Regions from separate parts of the Mus musculus genome. Here all the other regions are linked to region 1. Evidence: chromatin contacts called from public HiChIP or PLAC-seq and promoter capture Hi-C data. All regions are on one chromosome and are shown on one strand. Each heading gives the region's core, a stretch centred on a gene start, on an enhancer-like site or on the middle of the called end of the contact. The rest is flanking DNA. Distances are from core to core; before and after follow the strand shown.

Region 1 (3,113 bases), core at 225-2,724:
TTCCTTTCCAATGCCAAGAAAGGTACGATGGGGAGACATACCTCACAAATCTCTCTGTCAGCTGGTGGACAAAATTATAAATTTCAATCCAGTTATTTGCTACACTGCCAGACCTGAAAAAGGAAGATAAATTGATCAGAAAGACAAAAAGTGGGCCTTAATGGCAAACATTTCTTCAGTTTTAAAAGGCGCATGATGGGGGGTGGAGGTCGGGGGTCAGGGATAGGGGGCGGGGACTGACTCCCCTCTTCAAAGTTAAGTGTGCTTGTTCATGTCCATGTTCAGAGCTGAAACTTTAGTGTTTGGGCTGAATCAAGGAAACCAGGAAGACCACACTTCTTGGGGGGGGGGGGGGGGACACTTGCTTTGTACTGTTTAGAGAGAGACCTGGCTTTTCAAAATAAAAACACAAGCCCTCATTTCTCAGGAAATGCAAGCCACATTGGGTATATTAAGGCTTTCCCCCCCCCCCCCTGGCTCCCAGTGTGATCAGGATAAAATTAGGCAAACTTTAGAATGTCCGTGGGGGTCTAGGGGGAGTATGATAAAGAGGCACAAAAGTTCCTGGGAGGAAACGAGCTGCAGGTGGCCACACTACCGTTTCCCAAAAGATTCCAGGACAAAAAAAGCACTGCACGCCTCTCCTTTGGAGAACCAAGTAGCCCTGGAGTCTCGCAGCCCCTATTCCTGTACAGCTAATGAGCTTGCCTTTGAAAGGAGTCAGCCACATGCACACTAGGGAGAGTTCCCTCGTCGCCTCCCCCAGAATCCAAACACATCTCAACTTCAGTCCTAGCTGATTCAGAGCTGCCCTCCCCCCAGGAGACCCTGACCCCACAGTCCTCCTTCACTCACTTGTCCAGTACGAAGTACAAATCGAAGGCTTTTTTGCAAGAGGGCTGCTCCTGGGCTTGCAGCAACGACCCCGGACCGCCCACAGCCAACAACCACAGGCCAGGGAACAGCCAGCTCCCAGGGCTGCGCGCCCGGGACCGACCGGCCACCATCCTGTGGCCGGGGCCCGGCAGCTCTCTCTGGCTCACAGTCCCTTGGGCTCGGGGTTCTGGGCTCCGGGCTTCACAGAGCAGAGACGTGAAAGAGGCGGAGTCACCGGGGACTCGCCCGGGGGTCAGAGGCTGAGCGGGGCTGGGATGCCCTCTCCAAGCTCAGAGCCACCCAACAGCTGCCACTGAGGAGAGAGAGCGAGGTCCTGGGAGGACAAAGAGAGTCTCCGCAGCCGCCACAGCTGCCGCCGGAACTCTGGGCAAATCCCAGTGGACAGAGTCCAGTTCTCCCACTCCGGATTCCGGAGAGTTGCTGCAGACAATGAGGCCCGCAGCGACAGCTCTCGGGACAAGTTCCTCGCCTCCCGCTGAGTCTCCGGCGCCCACCCGGGAGCAGAAAGGCTGGCGTCTAGCTGCGGTGGTGAGCTGCGGGACAGGCACCCGCGGACCCCACGATCGCCGCGGGAACTCAGCCGAGTCCTCCTCTTCCGCCTCTCTTCCTCGGACCGCCCAACTCCTCGCGGCACTTTATAACTTTCTTCCCTGCCCCAACCTGGCGCCGCGCCGCGCGGGGCGAGCCTCTGCAGCCCGGGATGCTAAGCACCCGGGGGAGCGGCAGGCCGCCGGGCACCTCAGGCCTGGGGGGTGGGAGTGGGCGCTGACCGGTCTGCTCGTGCGAGCCCGAGGGCGGGGCGCCGGGAGGAAGCCCGACGAGCCACACAAGCACACTTGAGGGTTCGTGCTGAGCAGCGGATGACTAACGCCTGCCAGATTTCGGAAGGGAGAGAGGAGTTCTGAAAAACAAACGTCCTCTAGATACTAAACATATCCAACTCTCCCGCAAGCCTGGCCCGGCCTGTTTTCCCCAGCTGTGCTGGAACGGCCCTCCGCGTGGTTTAGAGACTCAGGACCAGCTGTCTCCTGGATAGTGACGGCCTTATGCCTCATCCCTCCGCACCTTTCATCCATCACACACCGACCTAGTGACGCAGGATTTAAGGTTTAAGAAAGGGGACTTCCTCTTTTCTTTCTCTTTTTTTTTCTATTTGATAATTTTTCCATTTTTCATTAATTCTGAGAGTTTCATGCGACGTGTACTGATCATATATATTTTTCACACACACACACCCAACACCTCCCTACCCCTAACTCCTCTGAAATCAACCCTCACCTCCCTACACACACCTCAACTTCGTGTCCCTTTTGTCAAGAACCCATAGACTCCAATTTGAGCAGTCTATATACTCCTGGTCCACGTGGGGACCATTCAATGGAGTAGGTTTAGCCTTCAAAGAACCACACCCTTAAAGAAAACCATAGCCCCACTCGGAAGCCTTCTACTGTGCATAGCTCCAGGGTGACCGGTGGGATTTCATTAAAAAAAAAAAAAAAAAAAAAAAGTTTCCCACTCCATGCTAGCAGGTTGACTGGCTTGATCTTCTGAGGATATTGTGCGACAACCTCAGCGGCTGTGTGTTCATGCATGCAGCAATCCCGTCATGCCCAGAGGCCAGCGCTGAGCTGTAGTGCCCCTGACCTAGAGTTCTGTGAATCTTTTCACTCACCTTACTCCCACCCTTTGTGGATTGTCCTGGAACGTTAAGGAGGGCTTGTGATTTGTATGTCCCATTTGTGGCTGGGCAATCCACGAGCATTTATTCTCTTCGATTTGACCATTTGTGGGTTTGTGCATTAACCACCATCCCCTGCACTGAGAAACTTGTCTGATGAGGTCTCAGAGTTGCGCTGGCTGATCTACAAGTAGAGAGACATGAATTCAGAGGGTCGTTTGCTTTGATGTCCATTTATTTGACATCAAAGTAATAGGTTCATTCCTGTGGCCCATGAGCACCACAGCCACAGGCTCTTGGAGTATCTTGGAGAAAGATACGTTTCTTTCTGTGGAGTGAGCCTTAATCCCAATCAGAAAACAGTTATCACCCTATATTGTAGAAATGAGCATATCTCTCCATGTTAGCCATTCCTGTGGCTTGCAGGCTTCACTGGTAGGCAGGACTATTGATGGCTTTTCTCTCTTGGCAGCTCACATAATCAATTCTAAGACTATAAGAGCTAGATTTCGGGAGACTACAGGTCAGTTCCAGATGG
Region 2 (3,113 bases), core at 355-2,854, 940 kb before region 1:
AAAGAAGTTTACAATGTAAAATCATGTTGCATTTACTGACCTACTTTCTGCCAGCCCCACCCTCATCCAGCACTGGGGAGTCCTGGGCTGCAGTTCCTTCAGGGTGCTCCGACAGTGACAGACTCTGCATGGACAGCCAGACCCTCAGTGGATGGAAGAACTGGGTGGTGGGACTAGGAGCTTAATTCTGCTACCCGACTGCATCAGTAGTGAAAAGAACTAAGCTACCAAATTGCCTTTTAAAAAAATATCACCAGTCATAATAAGAAACTTGAAATTTTGTAGTTGTGGTTAGTGATAGCAGTTATACATCAGTTAATGTGAATGTACTATCCGTGCGTCCTGTGTCTGTCGTAAGTTATGATTAGCTTCTTTACAGATGAGCATTTGAAGTTTCTAGGTCAACAGCTATTGCTATTGATTGCTATATTTTAAGTTGCCCCCAGTTAGTGTACCTTAATGAGTAATCTTATTAAAACCTCTTAACTTTAGTGCCCCAGAAGGTAAATCATTTGCCTACTTTCAGAGTTCAGAACTTGGAAAGAAGCAAAATACATAACCAAGGCATGGTCCTTTTATATTTCTTGTCTCCTCCTCTGCAAACTCAGTGGGGGTAGTGTGGACAGGAGCAGGCCACACCATGCCACGCAGAACCGGGCTGCACCACTTACTGTCCTGTGCCAAAGGCAGAGACTATGTTTGCACCTTTTTTTTTTCTGGTTCTCAGGTTAATTAATCTAACTAACGCAAATGGTAGTAGACCCTTTAAGCTACAAAACAGATTCAGTAATGCTTGCTTTTTAAAGTAATGATGAACTGATGTGGTCTTCTGAGTTGTGAATATGAAATCAGAGTTCCACTTGCCTTTCAATGCACTGAATATTTTAAGGTGATTCACTGACAACAACCCCTCCAGCTTACTCTGGACAAATTCTTAGGAAACAACTCTGCCACAGCTTAAAATGTTTACATTGCCTCTGACAGCCCAGCAGGTGACACTCCTCTTGGAACCCGCTCATTGGACAGATGATTTAATTGGAGGTCCAATGGGTAGCTCCTTTGCATTGCTGTTAGAGGCATTTTCTCAAGCTGAGGAGACTCCATTTAAATTTCAGTGTCAGCTGCCACTGTCACTCTGTACAGCTGAGCCTTAGGTAGCGAATTCCCTCACAAGAACTTGGCTCCCCCACTTACCAGCACCCAACACTCACTCAACAGCTGGCCCAGTTCTGGCTTAAAGAATGTCATTTGGGTGTGCCCTGTGCTTCTAAGTATGCAAAGCAGTTCTAACTAAACCCGTTAGACTTGAACATCAAAGGGAAGTCACGTGAGGAACCCAGAGTTGTCAGCTAGAAGCTTTACCAGTGCTCATTAACTCTGAATCTTCTTAAAAAGTGGACCCTTTGCTCCACTTTGAACACGTCAATAAAAGGTTAGTGTCGCCAGAGAATCTTTTAGGGCATTGAAGAAATGGATCTAGTACAGCACAGCACAGAGGTTGCTCAGTATGTAGCTGGAGAAAAGGTCTGCTCCAAGCAGGGTGAGAATGGAACTGGCTAGAATATTAAGCACTGCAGTGCTCCTCCCCTGGGCTGTGTGTCCTGGGCAGTTAGGAAATCACTTGGCTCTCAGATGTGTGCACTTTGCAGTCAGTGCTACCCTGTTTAACAGGAACTGACTCCTCTCATCTTCCTGATGGAAGATACTAAGGTGGTGCCCACTCTGGCTCCTCTCCATTCGGCCATCCAGGCCTGGGTACTTCACTAAAGCATTGTTAGAAGGTGCACGTGTATTAATATCACTACTTACGGGAAGTTTGGGTATATTTGCTTAATACCTGTAGAGTGCACAGTGAACTCTGTTATTTTTTTCTTTTCTTTTTAAGCAAAACTAGTCATCAAATTACATCCAGTTTCTGAACTGATGGTCTACTGTGAGATGATGTATCTACTGAGAGAATAGCAAATGACTGTTGGGAAAAAAAAAATCTATACTCGGTGTTGTTTTCTACTAAGATAAAAAGATACTTGCACACCACGGCTCTCTGTTATGGAATTAATGTGAATTTAAAAAGGCAATCGTTGTTTCTTTTAAGAGCATTCACGCCTATTGAGGGAGTTTACAAAAGCCACTAAAAGGAAGACATAGATGAAAATACAGAGGGCTAGGTCTGGTTTAGGTTTTTAGTCTTTTTAGTTTTTAGTTTTTTTTTTTTTTTTTTTTTTTTTTTTTTTTTTTTAGAATTCACATTGCTACTTTCGGGAGAACTGATTTCCTTACTATGTTCTTTTTGTGACTGAAAGGTCATCCTATTAATAGAAGGAGTAGTAGCCACTTGTTCTTTCTTTTGCGGTGCTGGGAACTGAACCCAGGGCCTCGCACACGCTAGGCAAGCGCTTTAGGGCTGAGCCACACCTCCAGCCTGGAAGATCCCTTTTAATTGCTGGCAAACAGCTTTAAGTGCACTTTCTTTGATTACACTTCCATGTTTTTGTTAAACTTGAATTTTCTGAAGCCTTTTATGTACCACTAAGCTAATAACTTTAATCTTTAAATAAACCGGGTTTATATCCTTAGTTATATTTCTAATTGTTATAAAACATGCTTTCTAAAGTAACTTAAGCCCTCAAATGTAGCTGGGAGACATTTGAAATAGAATTCAGTTGCTTCCCCTGTACCCAGAAAAGCACTAATTTTATTACCTTATTGCCTTTATATTGCTTAGTCTTGAATTCTGTTCACTATTTTGTTTGAGATTTAAAGTTATTTTCTTACTGTATTTATCATACCTACTGTTTTAATAATCAGCCTTCTTTAAATGCAATAAATCCCAAATGGATTGCTTATTCTTTATAATCAATGTCTTTGGAGTTTTTATTTTTATTATTTGTATCATTAAACGTTTCATGACAAACTTCTGTTCAGTTCTTCCACCCTCATCATGGATTCTGTCTCAGTTTTGTGCTCTGTTCTCGGAGAGTTCATGGGCTAGGATTTAAGAAAATGCACTTGACCTGATTTTTCTGCAACAAGAATACTTCATAACACACGTGTCACAAATTTACCAGTGTCATGCTTGGGAGGCCAGAACACGGAGCTTAGCCTTTTCAATT
Region 3 (3,113 bases), core at 194-2,693, 840 kb after region 1:
ATCTCTATCTCTATCTCTATCTCTGTCTCTCTATATCTACATCTACTTCTCTCTCTCTCTCTCTATCTCTATCTCTATATCTATAATTCTTTAAAAAAGAATCCAAACATAAAGTAAAGATTATGAATTCAGGGCTGTGTCACATGCCCTATCTTGTTGGAAGAATCATGAAGGACCTTCACTGCTCAGACAAAATGTGTTCAACTGGGGTGACACTTAGAATCTTGGGTGTAACCAAGATGGTGACTGTACAAAACAGAGATGTGTCCTATTTGACAGTGTGGCTTGCTTTGTGACACTGAGAAGCAGGGGTTGTAATCCAAAGCTGACCTCATGTCAGAGTACCTGATTTTAGGTAGGTCGTAGGACTTGTCCAAGTAACCTCCTTCCCTTAGCCCCATGAGATGAAGTTCTTCTGGGTAGTTTAAACAAACAAACAAAAAAAAATGTCTTGTTCCTTCCTCACTCCAATCTCCAGGCTCCAGAGACCACACAGGTGTAGATGCTCGGTCCTTTCGCTTCTGGATGCTTCCACCTCTCTCTAGTCTTTCCTGACTTGTGGCCATCGACTTCCTTGTACTTCCTTTTGCTCTTTATGAGCCCACTGTCTCTTCATAAGAACTTGACTGTGGTTCCTAGTGATGAGAAGGAATCATCCCTAGAAGTTTCCAGGGGACCACAGAGTTAAGAACCACAGAGATGAATTTAGGGAAAGACAGACGTTAGAGCATTCACAGAATTAACTAATAATGCTTGGTCCTAAGTGGAAGTCAAACAGCTTGGGATCCTGTTAATACGTAGAATCTGACACTGTGCGTGTGAAGTGGAGGCTGCAGAGGACTCTGCATCTAACAGTGCCCAAGGTTAACCTGCTGGTTCACAAGTCTGTTTGGAACAGCAAAGTAATTAGTTCCTTTTGACTTGGATGTTGGTTCCACAGGACTAAACAACAATGGCCCCTTAGATTAAGTCGATAAAACTTTCTACATGTTAATTTTTTTCTTCAACACAGGAAAGACATGAAACAGTAGAGCAGCCTACATGGAATGGGTACTCTGTAACTGTCTGCTGTTGATCTAATGAGTAGCCACTGAGGAGACCAAGTGGCATAGTAGAGTTAACTAAGCTGATGTCTAAGGAAGCTCTGTGCAGGGAAGGCAAGAGTGTCAGGAGGCAAGGAAAGTCACCAGGCAAGAAAGGTTTTGTAAAAATTTCAGCCCCTGTTCAAACATCACAAAACTGAAAAGAGAATTCCCCCTCCTCTGGGTTCAACAGCCCATGAGCTCTTCCAGGGACCTTTTTCCTGGGGTGAGAATGGAATGGAAAGAGAACCTGTTGTAGTAGCAGGACTCATCACATTAATTGACACTTGGAAAAGCAACAGGTAGCAAGGATACAGGTGGAGGTCTTTTCTCTGAGGTTGAGATTTCCCCTCCCCAAGTTGAGAGCGGAAGTTTGGTGTCGCTTTGTGTGGAACTGCTTAACATTTAACGTGTGTTAGGGGTTCCCTTTAAGCTCCAGTGACTTTGTATCTTTTGGTCAGTACAGTAACAAAGGAGGATGGGGAAAAAACTGATGTAAAGGGAATGGGGTGGTTAATAGGTACCGTTAGCAAGTGCCTGCGGTGGCATCCAGAGTGAGATATTTAACTAAAAATATAGTCTGAGCAGCAGAGGGAAATGAAGGCCTCTGGTCAGATCAGCAGAGCACACGTGGGCTGGCTGAAGTGCCAAAGAACTCTCAGACTTGAGATATACATTTTGCCTCGGGGGAAAGTTCTCCCAGGCCAGATTCCTCTGTTTAGGGGCCTCCTAGTTTTTTGGCCTCCTGGGCAAAATCCCAGCCTATATGGCAGGGTTCTTTGTCTGCAAAAGTCGACAACCTGCTCTATAATTCAGAACAGCTGTGTTCTGCCTTTCCCAAATTCCAGGCTTTGCCCTCTCGATGATTTCAATTAGATAGTCTCTGGGCCATCACACCCATGTGGGCTGGACTGGAATCGTGTAGAGGGAACCTCATGGCCCAGGTCAGGAATGAAGCTCTCAGCCGATGACACACTCTCCCCTTCTAATGTCCTGTGATCAGATTTAGCCAGAGGAAAGCATCCACAGCTTGGCAGGTGCAAGCCTGGCCCTTGTAGATTTTATTCACAGACACAACACTTTGGATCCCCCCCCCCTAATTTCCAGCTCTTACAGCCAGTCTGTTCTCCCCAAGAGGGACTCTCGGAAGGATGCCATATGATGGAAAAAAATACCGAGATAGGCAGAGCCAAGTTCTGTGCCTCTGCCTCCCTCACCACCTTAGCAGCAATGGAAAACAGAAATTTCAAATGAAAATGATTGATCCATGGTTCCTGACGGAGATCCAAGGAAACAAGAAGGGTTAGAGGAATAAAGTTAGTTCTGCGAGGAACTGTGCAAAAGCTGGGAACAGCAAAGATGTAGAATTGAGCAACACATCATTGAAGTACTTTGAAGCAAGCCCTCCCTATAAAGAGTTTCAAATTTAGTGAATGCAAAATGATAGGCTCTTTAAGGGTCTTCCAGTTGTCGTCTTGGTCAGGAAGATGAACACCATAAACACGAAATTTGACCAACCTCAGCAGAGTCGCACCTGAATGGTGGTGGAGGTGCACCCTGTCATTTAAAAGCGTGACAGGTGTGGAGAGGAGCTCAGATTTGCACTTGTGACTGGCTGGTATCAGCTCTAAGCTTAGAAGAGAGAGAGCCATGAGAAACATGATCCTAGCTGGAAAACAATAATTCTTACTGGCAGCATGCTTCGCACCAGCAAATGACAGCATGGATTACTTCTGCATGATGTGACTATTTCTGGTAAGGGTAGCTCCGTCAGAGGATTCCATAGCAAGAAAATAGGGGATACTCCCTAGTCATCTGAGAGGTCCCTGATACAAAACACCCCAGAATCAAGGGCTTGGGCCTGACTCTGGTGAGCCCACTGGAGATTACTCAGATATCCATTCCTAAACCCATCAGTTCTGACTTGGAGAGAGAGGGAGAGAGGGAGAGAGAGAGAGAGGGAGAGAGAGAGAGAGAGAGAGAGAGAGAGAGAGAGAGAGAGGAATTTTCCCCTAGGTAACACCCATGAAT
Region 4 (3,113 bases), core at 252-2,751, 750 kb before region 1:
AATGTAATGGGAGGATGCATATTGGGAAATTCAAAAGAGTGATGACTGTGATCGTTCAGGAAGGGTGCTTAGAGCTGAGTTTGAAAATGGGGGTTTTATAGATGATCTTCAAATTATTTGAGGAAAGTTGCAATTTCAATGAGTAAATAATTCCACTTTTTTTTTTAAAAAAAAGACAGACTTATTTTTTTTGTAAAAGCTATTTCTATGTCTTTCCTCACCAATTATAAGTCTGTCATTCTGTAGAGGTGGCTTTCATTTGAAGCAATATGGTATTCTTTCCCCCACCCCATTCTAACTAAACAAACTCTGTAAGAATTAGCTTTGAGTTATTCCATCTGTGAACTTTTAATTTTGTCACAGAAACACAGAAGCCTGGCAGGGAACTCTTTCCAACTGGCTACATGTATCATCTTGTCTAAAAGCTGGTTAAGTAAGTGTGGCATTTAGAAGGAAATGAAAAAAGCCTTCGTTTATGGAGCTAGTTCATACGACGTGTTTGCCCACTTCTTTGACCATCTGTTTATGTTGACAGCCACCGCCCCACATTGTGCCAAAGCGCCCTTGGCTATTAAAAACAGTGTTTTGTGTGTGAATAGTGTGTGTGTCCTCACACATATATGTGTTTGGGGGTGCCATTTTCTTGAGAAATGTCTTGTTAAAGGTTGCCTATGATCCATGTGGAGATATTTCAGGTCAGTTGCTGTTCAGGAAACACCGCATTAAAAATGCTCTAAGCCCTCTCACTATCAAACATGTTCCCTGTCTCCCCAACATATTGAAACTTCTTTAAAAAGGCAATAAATATATTAGCAAAGTACCTGTTGCGTCTGGCTACCGTGGTAATGCTATCATGTGTTGAAGTAGAGTCCAAATATTAACCTAAGCAACTCTGAAGACAAATGCTTGAGAACGACTCAGGAGTCTGAAGCTGTTTACAGGATTCTTCTTGCCAACAGGAGTATCAGAGTTGACATTTAATTCATCAGATGACAAGAGAATCGCTCTTTCATATTTAACAGTGTAAATAAAGTCTCTGTGGGTAAGATGGCCTTCTGGGAGAGGGAGAACTCTGGACGCACGGATGGATTGTCAATCTGCCGCCATCTTAGCAGGGTTTTTTTTCCCCCTTTCTTTCCTGCTTTGAACAACTATTTATTCAAGCTGAAAGGCATACTTTAAAAAAGCCATGAAGCACTCGTGGGGAAATGAGGAAGCATGTTCTCAGACGTGCTAGCACTGCAAACATAAACAAGTGAGATAGGTTTTGTTGAATGGAGATAAAATAAGTATAGGAGCTACAGGGCTTGATTGGTGCTGGTGGGCTGGTGGGTTCCTGTAGCTGAGCTTCTATTCTGGGAGGGCTTTGCCGCTTCGTTCCTCAAATCACTGAATTGTCTGGACTGTCGCATGAACAATTGTGGGGCTCTTACACTCACCAGAGCTTCAGAATATACGGAATATCCAAGGATCATAATGAGTGCTGCGTGCTGTGCTGTTTGTATATTGGAGAGACTCACGGAGAGAGGACGAGGTTAGGAAAATTAGGTGTATTATCTGCGGGCTGCTGTAATCAGTTGTCATAATCCTCTCAGGCCAGGTTGAATGCTTATCCATTGTTTGACTCTAATTAGTAATTTTTAAAAAATTACATTTTAATACTCCAATAGTGTGCTAATCGCCCCTCCCACCACCTCCCGGTTTTGCTTGTCAGATGTTTTCAAACAGTGTTTTTCCTCAAACAGTGTTCCATGTTTTCCATCAACATTCTTCGGCTTCTTCCTCAGAGCCCAGGTCTGTGCTGAATAACATATATTGCTTCTGACAGCTGTAAAGTGGGGCTAACGACTGTCCCAGGGAGCATGCGCAGTGCCAGGCTCACCCAGCCAGCTGGTTTGGCAGTGAGTGTAAATAGCTGCTTGCCACAGCCCGCTGCTGCCCAGGTCTATCCTCGTTTATTTAATAACTCACTTTGCAGGCCTTACGGGGGGAACTGCAGCATTTCCAATTATTCAAGACAAATAAGAAATTAAAAAGTGCTGTACAGATAAAAGTAGCGTTGTCGTTCTCCTCGATGACTGGGACAGGTTTCCTGGGGTTTAAGAGCTCTGCTCGTCAACCGTGTGTCTATTGATGCATAGTAATTTTACTTGGCGAATGCTGGGGAGGATCTGAAACGTGTTTATTTTTCTAACATCTAGTATTTAAAGTACAGGTCGTGTAGGCTTTTAGCAAATGGGACTTGCTTCTTCTAATATTTCTTGAGTACTCGTGAGACACATTTTAACAGAATCCGCTCCAGCTTCGAGAGTGGGTGGTTTGCTTCCACTTGCGTTGAATTTTCTCACCTTTCTTACAACCTGTTTGTCTCCCTTCTGTTCATCTAAAGTGACACTGGGAACTCGGTCCTATTTTGAAGACTCCAGAGTCCTTTCCGAAAAAGCCAGCTGTATGCACAGTGTCAACAGTTTAGCTTCTTAAAGATTTATTTGTATTTTATTTGTGTGTGGATGCCCTCGGAGGTCAGCACAGGGTGTTTGTTGGAATCACTGAAGTGAGATGCACACAGAGTTTTGAGCCACCTACATGGATTCTGGGATCTGGATTCAGGTTCTCTTCCAAAGCGGCGAGTACTCTCCACCTGTGGGCCATCTCTTCTGCCTGAAGATCTTACTCTAGATTCACTGGTCGCAGGAAAGAGTGAAAACAGTTCTCCCCTTTAAACATATAACTATGGTCGCAACTTCATTGTTGTCATGACCTAGCTGACAGATTTCATTTTGCATAATAATTTCTAACGAAGAAATGAGAAAGTTACTATCGTGATGGAAATACACAATGGAAATAAACTATGAAGAAGTCTAGATTTGCAAAGTGAGAGTCAAGGTAACTGACTGTGCCTTCATTTATTTTTTTTCCCCCTAAATAAAGGTATTTTTCTACAAAAGAGATTTTGGATTACTCAAGAGTATGTCTGTGTTTAGGAAAAGATTCCATTTGGGGAAGTAAAAAACTTCTGGTCACGTGTCCTAACCGGAAATCCTTGCAACCTTGTGACTATGGTTTCTTTGTCAAGCTCACCCTGGATTAGGCTGTTTATGCCTCTCTTTTTT

What was found. Promoter capture Hi-C pulls out the DNA fragments that hold promoters and counts their contacts. HiChIP or PLAC-seq counts read pairs in DNA pulled down with a chosen protein or histone mark.
Region 2: a contact with region 1 is called in a promoter capture Hi-C map of embryonic stem cells, with 4 times the contacts expected there. The contact joins the enhancer-like site here to the promoter of Antxr2 in region 1. A contact is called at or near these places in 5 of 39 promoter capture datasets (the 3T3-L1 cell line, embryonic stem cells, hippocampal neurons and 2 more), 3 of 115 datasets of contacts at active chromatin or transcription factors (bone marrow-derived macrophages, embryonic stem cells and large pre-B cells) and 2 of 9 other capture datasets (adipose tissue and embryonic stem cells).
Region 3: a promoter capture Hi-C map of embryonic stem cells shows a contact between it and region 1, with 4 times the contacts expected there. The contact joins the enhancer-like site here to the promoter of Antxr2 in region 1. A contact is called at or near these places in 6 of 39 promoter capture datasets (the 3T3-L1 cell line, cranial neural crest, embryonic stem cells and 2 more).
Region 4: a contact with region 1 is called in an H3K4me3 HiChIP or PLAC-seq map of forebrain, with 4 times the contacts expected there. The contact joins the enhancer-like site here to the promoter of Antxr2 in region 1. A contact is called at or near these places in 1 of 39 promoter capture datasets (hippocampal neurons), 3 of 115 datasets of contacts at active chromatin or transcription factors (differentiating embryonic stem cells, forebrain and large pre-B cells) and 1 of 9 other capture datasets (pancreatic islet).

Annotation. Positions count from the first base shown.
Region 1 is chr5:98,029,543-98,032,655 of GRCm38.p6, forward strand. It overlaps Antxr2 (anthrax toxin receptor 2), which reads right to left and starts at 1,475. Exons shown (of 17, transcript NM_133738.2): 1 at 856-1,475; 2 at 42-113. The coding sequence starts at 1,007. It also overlaps Gm42759.
Region 2 is chr5:97,089,012-97,092,124 of GRCm38.p6, forward strand. Bmp2k (BMP2 inducible kinase) reads left to right here. Exons shown (of 16, transcript NM_080708.1): 16 at 1-2,037. The region is part of intron 6 of Paqr3 (progestin and adipoQ receptor family member III); the gene reads right to left. Among named protein-coding and RNA genes, the nearest start is that of Paqr3, 21 kb to the right of the region's middle. Within about 2 kb of position 1,605, at least 46 of the 459 cell types and tissues checked have an H3K27ac peak or open chromatin away from gene starts, as enhancers often do. A contact at or near this core is called in adipose tissue, embryonic stem cells and liver, where this site is marked.
Region 3 is chr5:98,874,333-98,877,445 of GRCm38.p6, forward strand. All of the region lies in intron 2 of Bmp3 (bone morphogenetic protein 3), which reads left to right. Among named protein-coding and RNA genes, the nearest start is that of Gm42123, 15 kb to the right of the region's middle. Within about 2 kb of position 1,444, at least 8 of the 459 cell types and tissues checked have an H3K27ac peak or open chromatin away from gene starts, as enhancers often do.
Region 4 is chr5:97,276,515-97,279,627 of GRCm38.p6, forward strand. No RefSeq gene overlaps it. Among named protein-coding and RNA genes, the nearest start is that of Gm33969, 48 kb to the right of the region's middle. Within about 2 kb of position 1,502, at least 13 of the 459 cell types and tissues checked have an H3K27ac peak or open chromatin away from gene starts, as enhancers often do. A contact at or near this core is called in forebrain, where this site is marked.